Regions from separate parts of the Gossypium hirsutum genome. Here region 1 is linked to region 2. Evidence: chromatin contacts called from public Hi-C data. All regions are on one chromosome and are shown on one strand. The core of a region is the stretch at or near the end of the contact, and the rest is flanking DNA. Distances in the headings are between cores, read along the strand shown. Region 1 holds the start of LOC107950172 (palmitoyltransferase ZDHHC12). Region 2 holds the start of LOC107950169 (epsin-3).

Evidence for each region. Hi-C and Micro-C count contacts between places; a contact is called where the count stands out from the background.
Region 1: a Hi-C map of hypocotyl shows a contact between it and region 2, with 4 times the contacts expected there. The contact joins the promoter of LOC107950172 here to the promoter of LOC107950169 in region 2. A contact is called at or near these places in 10 of 34 Hi-C or Micro-C datasets (anther, callus, hypocotyl and 2 more).

Annotation. Positions count from the first base shown.
Region 1 is chrD03:47,309,095-47,313,680 of Gossypium_hirsutum_v2.1, forward strand. It overlaps LOC107950172 (palmitoyltransferase ZDHHC12), which reads right to left and starts at 1,651. Exons shown (of 13, transcript XR_005911466.1): 1 at 890-1,651; 2 at 662-796.
Region 2 is chrD03:47,148,703-47,153,204 of Gossypium_hirsutum_v2.1, forward strand. LOC107950169 (epsin-3) reads left to right here and starts at 1,924. Exons shown (of 4, transcript XM_016884957.2): 1 at 1,924-2,573; 2 at 2,672-2,794; 3 at 2,885-3,046; 4 at 3,476-4,255. The coding sequence starts at 2,431. The coding sequence ends at 3,998.

The DNA.
Region 1 (4,586 bases), core at 401-2,900, 160 kb after region 2:
TTCTGACAATCAGATTACTGGAAAATATCCAAAAAATTATTAACTACCAAAAGAACACCATATATTAGTGAGGTAAACTTCATCCAAACTTTCAAATAAAGAAAACAGATGCTAACCAATTGGGATTTATAATTAGGGTTGTTCAAACTTTAAAAGTTAAATATTAAATTTTAGATATATTAAAAGCGAAATGAAAACAAATAAAGCATAAAAAAACTGACTAGATGAACCAAATAAGGCATGACAGATATATGAAACTGTTGAGGGAAGGCTGCCTTCCGGAGAAGTCTACAAAGTGTTGTACATCCAGAGCCAACAGACCCCTCAGCAGGTCGGTATTCTTCCCGGGTTGAGCCAAGGTTTGTCACCCGGCCTCGGCTCGAGTGCCCCTTGGGACGCGGGTTCCCAGAGTAGTAGCGCCATGCCGGGTCGGACGCGCACAACAAGTGGTCGTAGGTGGCAACCTCCCGGCGAAAACACTCTCGCTCTGTGAACCGTGTCTGAGGCAACCTCTTCAAGCACTTGGTCTCTCTGCAGAATCAGGAGACAAAACTCCATCTTGACTCGAGACAATGCCAACCCGTTGAGGTATGGTCGGCTCCAAAGGAACTCCAAAAGGAGTAGGCCGAAACTTTTTTTTTTTAAAAGGCAAAAAAGGTACCTTGTCGAACAATAGCAATATAAACACCCCAGATAAAAAATATACTGCAGAAAACAAAAGCTGGAGCAGATGCATTGAATCCAAGAAGCCGTTTACACCACCCTCCAAATCCCAGAACTACAACCAAAACTAAAGCTGCAAAAAAAGTTACCGTGTTATCGAACTTCAGATAATCGAGAATTTTGAATACTTTCATCCATGTTTGAGAGAGAGAGAGAGAGAATAGACCTGAGAGTGTGAGTTGAATGAGGATCGGAGAAGCTGAGAAGAAGAGAGGAACCAAAAACAAAGCCAACTGAGTAAGCAAAACGGAGATAAAGGAAACTGTACAGCGACCAATCGATTTCGACCAAGCTAACATCTTGCTTTGATCAGGTAATTGCAGCAGCTCTTGAAACACGAATTGAAGTCCAAAATCTCCCCAAATTCAGTTCTGATTTTCAAAAAGAAAAAGGAAAAAAAAAACCATTTATGGTGTTCTTCGTTTCTTCTTCCCCGAGACTATAATCGAAACTAGGAGCCCATTTCAATAAGGACTGATTAGCCCACTAACTAAAAAAGGGAAGATCTATGAACTGATTTAAACATTGGGTTTAGGGTTAGAAGGCTGCGCCATTCAACCCAAAACATCAAAGCCATCTATTGGTGACTGGGTCGCTGTTAGAACCTTGTTAAAGCTACACAAGGTCCTTAGCAGTAAAATAATTTATTTGCAAAAATAAGCGTTTTAATGCTTGTTGGGAGAGGAGTGTCTTCACCCATCAGAGGTGTTCTCCAAGACTGTGCTTTCTGAGCAAAGTGTTTGAGATGCAAAGGAGTTCAATGAGGTGTCCGCTAGGTATAACAAATAGTAAAATCCAATTACAAGCCATATCATTACCAACTTTATTTTCTAGGGTTGTTCAATGAACAGTGCCAATCCAAAATTGGATCAAGCGACTATACTCTTACATTCAGGGACGAAATGCAGGCATGGGTCTTCGGCCTCCTTGATTGAAATGATCATTTTTCAAGTTTAATCCTTTTTAAAAAATGATTATTTAATTTAAACTATTTTACAATAAAATAATTTAATTTATCACGTTGTGAATTTTTTGAAATAGTTTCTTTAGTTCTTTATATTATTCATATTAATCATACCTAAAAATCAAGGAAAAACATCCTCTATTTTCCTTCAATTATGGACAAAATTGGTGGATATGCACAAGTTCACGTGTACTACTGCTTTTTGCTCAATCAGCCAACAAACATCCTCCACCCAGGTGACATAATCATCTCTTACTGACAAAATTTGTTATTACAAGCATTATCCTTGGAGTCGAATAGATGGAATTAAGAATCCATCCATATATTAATTTAAATAAATAAATTGAATGGCAAATTATTTAAATTTAATAATAAGTCAAAATTTGAGAAAAAAAATCAATGTTTAAATCGGTTTATAATTTTTTAAAAAAATCAATGTTTAAATCGGTTTACAATTTTTTAGGCTTAATATATAGATTGACCATTGAATTTGATAATTTTTTTTATCTTGATCGTTAAATTTATGATTGAATCATTTTAAGTTGGCATTTGTTAAATAAATTAGTCCTATGGTTAACATCGTCGGTTTTTTATAATTAAATGATATAACCAAACATGAGGTGACACATGAACATAACCTAGGAACAACACATGTCTTCGTCTTTAATTATTTTAAGAAATTAAAATTTTAAATATATATATAAATTTTAAAAAATTTTGAATATATAAATGATTCAAGAAATGAAAATTAAAATAGTTAAATTTTCAAAAAAAGAAAAATCAAAAATATTTTGAAATTTTCAAGAAAATAAAAACATAAAAATATAATTAAAATTTTAGAAAATATAATAAATTGAAAAATGTTTAAATGTCAAAATATTTCAAAAAAATGAAAAAAAAATATAAAAATTCAAAAAATTGACGAGCATTCATCAATGTTGACCAAGTGTTGATTGGACATTGACTAACGTTGATCAATATTGATGGGCATTGATATTTTTTTTAATTTTTTTGTAATATTTTTGAAATTTTAACTATTTTTATTTCTACTTTTGTTTTTAATTATATATTAATTTTTTGAATTTTATAATTTTTATATTTGTTTAACGCTTTTTTAACTTATACATATTTTATTGAATTTAAGTTTCTTTTTTACATTCCCTTAAAAAAAGTTTTTTTTTAGAATAATTAAATAGGAAGACATGTGTGGTTTTATTGTTTATCCACATGTCACATCTTAATTTGACCACGTAAGTCAATTGTTAAAGAAAATTAACTGTGTTAATTATAGGTATCAATTTGTGTAATGGATGCCTACTTTGGAAACCAATCTGATTTTAAAAAATCTAGAGGTCAAATTTAAAAAAATTGTTAGCTCAAAGACGACTAATCTTTATATTAAATCAAAAAATTTTATTTTTATAAAATTTTAATTATTACATATAACTATTATTGGAGTTGCAATTAAATTTTGGTTAAATTAGGGTTATGTGTCTTTTTTTTAATTGGCCTTTTAGGCCATTTTTTGATAGAGTGTGAAAACGCGTCGCGCTTTCCTCCAACGGTCATTTTTCCCAACAGCTTTTTAAACACTGGCAACGGTAAAATTATTTAAAAGGGTCAAAGGTAATTTTTTTCCTATAAATACCAGGTCATTTTTCATTTTTTTCACTCAAATCCAACTCTCTTTATTCTCTCTAAACTCCAAATTCTCTCAAATCTCTCAAATTTCTCAATTTTTGTTCAAAAATTTCCTATACACTCTGTTTAAAAATACTATATTTTTATTTAATTACTTCGTATATTCATATCAATTAAACTTTCACGAATGGCAAGCTCTCTAATTCATTTCGACGACAAGCACATTTCTCCGCTCGAGCTATAATGGTAAGACGAAATTTTAAATTTCATTATTTTCAATTAAGTTAAATTTAAAGTTTTTTTATTTTTCAAATATTTTAAATTATTTTATTTTGTCGATATAAATAAGCGAATGATCGTGTTTTGGAGGGGTTCATGCATAACTTGTCAAAGAGCCCAGACATCAAAATTCATGGTTACTTGCAAGATGTAAGACTCTTGCATGTGTCTTGTATGCTCAAGGGATGCAAACTCGATCCTACACTGATCAACGCATTGGTGGAAAGATGGAGGCTTGAGATACACACTTTTCATCTTCCATGCAGCGAGTGTACAATCACACTTGATGACGTAGCTTTACAACTCAATTTACCGGTAGATGGGCCAGTTGTTACGGGGTCAGCGCTCGTTTTTGGTAAAGAGGACATTTACGAGGCATTTTTAGGGAAGGTGCCAAACAAGTTTCAAGGTGGCCAGATAAATATGAAGTAATTGAAAACCAAGTTCAAATATCTTCTTCCAAACGCACCCAACGTCGTCAAAGAACAAAACGCCCGAAAATCAATCTTAAGGTTAATCGGGGGTATTCTAATGCTCGATAAATCTCAAAAATTGGTACACATAAGGTGGCTACTACACTTAGTCGACTTTAAAAAATGCGGACTACTAAGTTAAGGATCAGTTATGTTAGTCACGTTGTACTAAGAGTTGTGTCAGGCAACGGAACCGAATAAGATGTCAATCGGTGGTTGCCTGCTCCTACTGTAGTCATGGGCGTGATGGCGGCTACTATTTCTACGTCCCCAAGTGAACAACCCTTATACGTTCCCATTGGTGATAAGGTAAAAATCATTTGATAATAATATGCAGTTAATATAGTAAACGTTGTTTATTTATTATATGTTTGAATTAACATATCGCTTGAATAGGTGGAACCATGGGCCAAGTTATGTGGGACTTCCGAAGCAGCTCGAAGACATCCGACTATTGTTAGATTAACGTTCGAAAGTCGAAGTTAGTTATTGATTTTTTTTCAAAC
Region 2 (4,502 bases), core at 674-3,173:
GTTCAAAATGAAAACTTGTAAAAATTTGATGACTAATTGTGTAGTTTATCCAATAAAAATGTTAAATTTCTAAAATTATAATTAGGGAGAGTCAACTTTTACTTCCTATATAAAAAAACTTATTGATATTGTTTAACAATTAAAAGTAAAGTCAAATTTTTTGGATAAATTTACAAGATGAAGCTAAAGTCTTAACAACAGCATGATTAGTGCAATTCGAACCCAAATTATACTTAGAGCAATAGACACCCTAACCATCATGTGAACAAGAACAAATAGGATTCAAAGCTAATTCTGGTAACATTATGCTTAGTTATGCATGGATAATCTTATTAATAAACCACTTTTTAATTTGAATTTTTTTAATAAAACAACTTTTCATAAAATAAATAAATAATTTTAATACAATCAAAACTCACGCTGCCGTCATTTTCAGAGTTAAGTTGTTTTCAAAAACCTTTTTAATATTTAGAAATGAAAGTTATTAAAAGCAATTTAAATGATTACAGAAATTTTATCCTACGAAATCATAAATATATATAATAAATAATAATACGTATGATATAAAATTAATTAATAATAATTACACATAAAATACGTATTATACTAAAATGAAAAAAAATATATATTTAATTGTTTATTTGTATTGTTATTAATCTTCAGTTGGCGTCGAGTTAGTTTGTGACACCAAATCAATTACATACGTTATTATTATATACAATTGATGAAAGTAATAAAGTGTATATAATTAAAATCAAAATGTATAAATATATCATAGTTTAATAAAAAAGATCAAAGTACCATCGAATAATACAACTTAATTTAACCGTTAGTGACCTGATGTGATTGATCAACAAATTTTAATTAAAAAGTCCAAGAAAACCAGTGACGACAAAAGAAAAACAAAGAGTAGAAAGCTTCAAAATGCTTTAAAGTAAACAAACAAAAAACGTAAGATTGAAGATTGTATTATAAATAAATAAGCCGGTTTGCAGATTGCAGTCTTATAAATTAAATATGAGAATAACCAAATGGACCAACATTAATCTTGTTGTTGAAAACACTTTATTATTTTATGTTGGGTTTGGTTAATTGCAATGTTGTATGCCTTTCAAAATTAGACCCAAACCCCCCATTTCTTTAAATTTCAAAAAAAAAAAAAAAACTCGTGATTCATATTTGGTTATAATTGTGTTTATACTTTTTGACACAATGTTTAGAATTGATCATAGCCTCTCCTCAATCTATAAATAGGGGGATAATGCGTTTCAGCACACTTCAACCCACATTTTTCTCTATTAGCAATAATGTTCATCGCACACTGTCACCTAAATCCTATTTGTTAGAAATGAATTAAAAGAATTGAAAAAAATTCAGAAAAATTATCAACTTTTTTTTATAAATCAGAAAAAAATATAGAAGTATATTAAATTTCGAAAAATTTAAAAATTTTTATTTTTATTTTTTTGAAAATACATAAAAGATAAAAAAACATATAGAATTATATAAAAACATGTACAATGTTTTCTTTATGTATTTTTAAAAAATAAATATTTTTTAATTTCTCATAATTTGATATAATTTTATATTTTTTCTTCTGATTTTTAAATATTTTTTGAGGACTTTCTGAATTTTTACTATTTTTATTTTTCCATTATTTTAGATTTCTTAATTTATTTCAAGAAAAATAATATTCCGAGTTGCTTCACACCATCTTTTTTGACACCGTTAGCGGTTGGGGCAAACTGATAACAATTTGGAAACTTCAAGTACCAAACTGATAAAAAAATTCTTTTAATACTAAAGTGATAATTAAGTACAATTTTATGGGGCAAATAGTATATTAACCAATTTCTAAACCTCTAGACTCTAAGCTAAGTAATGTTATATTCTTACTTCAACTACTTAATTAAAAAAAAAAGTGAGATAGAGCACAAATTTTACCTACTTTCATGTTACTTTACCTTATCAATTTCCCAAACTCTCAAAAGTCTCAATTCTCAAATAGTAGAGGGTGGAGACTACTTCAGTCCTTTGCTAGGTGTTAAATTTGAGGTGGAGCTACCCATTGTTCCCTTCTTTTTCAAATTCAAAACCAAGCACCCGCTGCCCAACAGCATGTGGATGTTGACTTTAACACCATTTTTGTATTCAATCTACAAATCCCAAGGTTAATCTTCTTCTTTTTGTTTTGGGGGGCGGGGGGCCGGGGGGGGGGGTAGCTGAGACATTTCAAACCCATGTACTCCAAATCAATGAAATCAGCTTTGAAATCTTCTCCTCATGTAGTAAACCATCCATTGTACACCCAAATTCCCTTCCCTTCTTCCTTCTTTTTCATACATATTAGGTGTAGCATTTTTCACTGTTCCTTTGAATCCCTTCTTCATCCAAAATCTTGGCTTAGAGATTTCAAAGGGCCTTAAGATCATGTCCATCTTAAGCAAGAGTCCAAGCAGCAACATGGGTTCTTCTCCTTTCTTCCTTGAATTCAGGAAACAAGCTTCTTTCTTCCTCAAGGAGAAGATCAAAACAGCTCGTTTAGCTTTAACTGATGTCACCCCTGCTCAGCTGTATCTTCCTTTTTCTTTTTGCCTTATTATTTGCTCTTCGATTCATGATTATGTACTGAGTCCAAGTGAAAAGACTATTATTAATCGTTTATCTGCAGGTTGACTGAAGAAGCTACGAATGGGAATCCATGGGCACCAAACACCCAGACTCTTGGTTCCATCTCAAGGGCTGCTTTTGAATTAGATGATTATTGGAGGATCGTGGAGATTTTACATAACAAGTTTGTATTTAATTATATTTACTTCTGTGTAATTTTGATGGGATTTTACATGGTCTGACATGTGTTCGATGTTTTGCTTGTGTGAATCAGATTGGGCAAATTTGAAAGAAAGACATGGAGAACCTCTTACAATTCTCTGATAGTGCTTGAACATTTGTTGACTCATGGACCAGAGAGTACGGCAGAGGAGTTCCAGGCTGATAAAGATGCCGTCTTAAAGATGCAAAGCTTTCAATATGTAGACGAGAAAGGGTTTGTTTTAAACTTGGTCTAATTATGGTTTTAGTCCCTCTACTATAACGAATTTTTGTATTTATTTTCTCTGGATTAATTGAGCATAATATTAGTAGCTCCAAATCGATAGCAACCTTAAGTTTGTTGGCATCAAGTTCAGTGTTCGAACCGCATGTTTGGAAACCATTCCCTTTTCCAAACAGAAGAAGAATTTGTAAGCTTGTTTTGATACCAAAAAAGTGCTTGAATACACAATTGAATTTTTATGTGATCTTGACTCAGTGAGCATATCAATTTGGACCTACTAATAACATTATAAAAATATAGGACTAAATAATACAAAATTAAAGTAGAAAGGTTAAATCTAAAACTAGAATTAGACCTTTAAATTTCATCAATCATATTTCTTGGAGTTTTATGAATCTAAATATGTAATTTGATTTGCAGATTCAATTGGGGATTAGCTGTTAGAAAGAAATCAGAAAGAGTAATGAAGCTGCTTGAGAAAGGGCCTGTTTTGAAAGAAGAGAGGAACCGAGCTCGGAAGCTAACAAGAGGGATCCAAGGCTTTGGCAGTTTCTCCCAAAGGTCTTCTTCTTCTTCTTCTTCAACACAACAAGCCATTTTGCAAGAATCATCCAATGCAACGTATGGAAGGAGCAACTCCGATTTTAACGACCACGAAAACCAAGAAAATCAGCTCCCCCCTACGAATAAAGTCGATAAATCAGAGTTGAGCAAGAGTTTCAGTAAAGGACATAATTTGCCTGAGAAGCCTGAAGTTGAAACAGGTTTCAAAGAAAACATGGTTCCTTTAAAGGAAGAAGTTCATAACTGGACTGCAACTGCGGAGTGTAATCCACTTTTGGGGAGTGAAAACAATGAACCCAAGCCACCAATCACCATAGAAGGTGATCACCCTTTCAATGACAATGGGAATCAAGCTTCTTCACCGATGCTTCAGTGTTGAGAGGTACACTATGCAGATTCTGTTCTTATTATACACTCTTTGAGTGCTACCTTTTAAGCAGCTATATGATGTTTTGAGCATCTTATGCGCAAGTAAAAAACTTAATTACTTGTTCCTGAGATTATATATATATATATATATAAACTGAAATTTGTATGTTTATTAGTTCATCAAATCTACTTAACAAGAATGTCTGTGGTATGTAGAGATTAAATGGTGGCTTGTAGCATATGATATATATATATGTGATTTATATATCTAAATTAGCATCTTTTGCTTCAATAGTTTACAAAAGTTGAGATTTACAAAGCCATGAATAACCTAGAGCTTTCGTTTTTATAGTAAGATTATGATGTACTAATAACTTGTGATTCCAAATTGCTTATCCATCTGTGCTAACAAAGATTTTTAGAAGGGTTAGAATTTAGTATGCTGGTACTGTAATTTTTTTTTATTTCACAAGCAGTTTTAAAAAATAAAAAGTTATGTATTTTTATTTTTTAA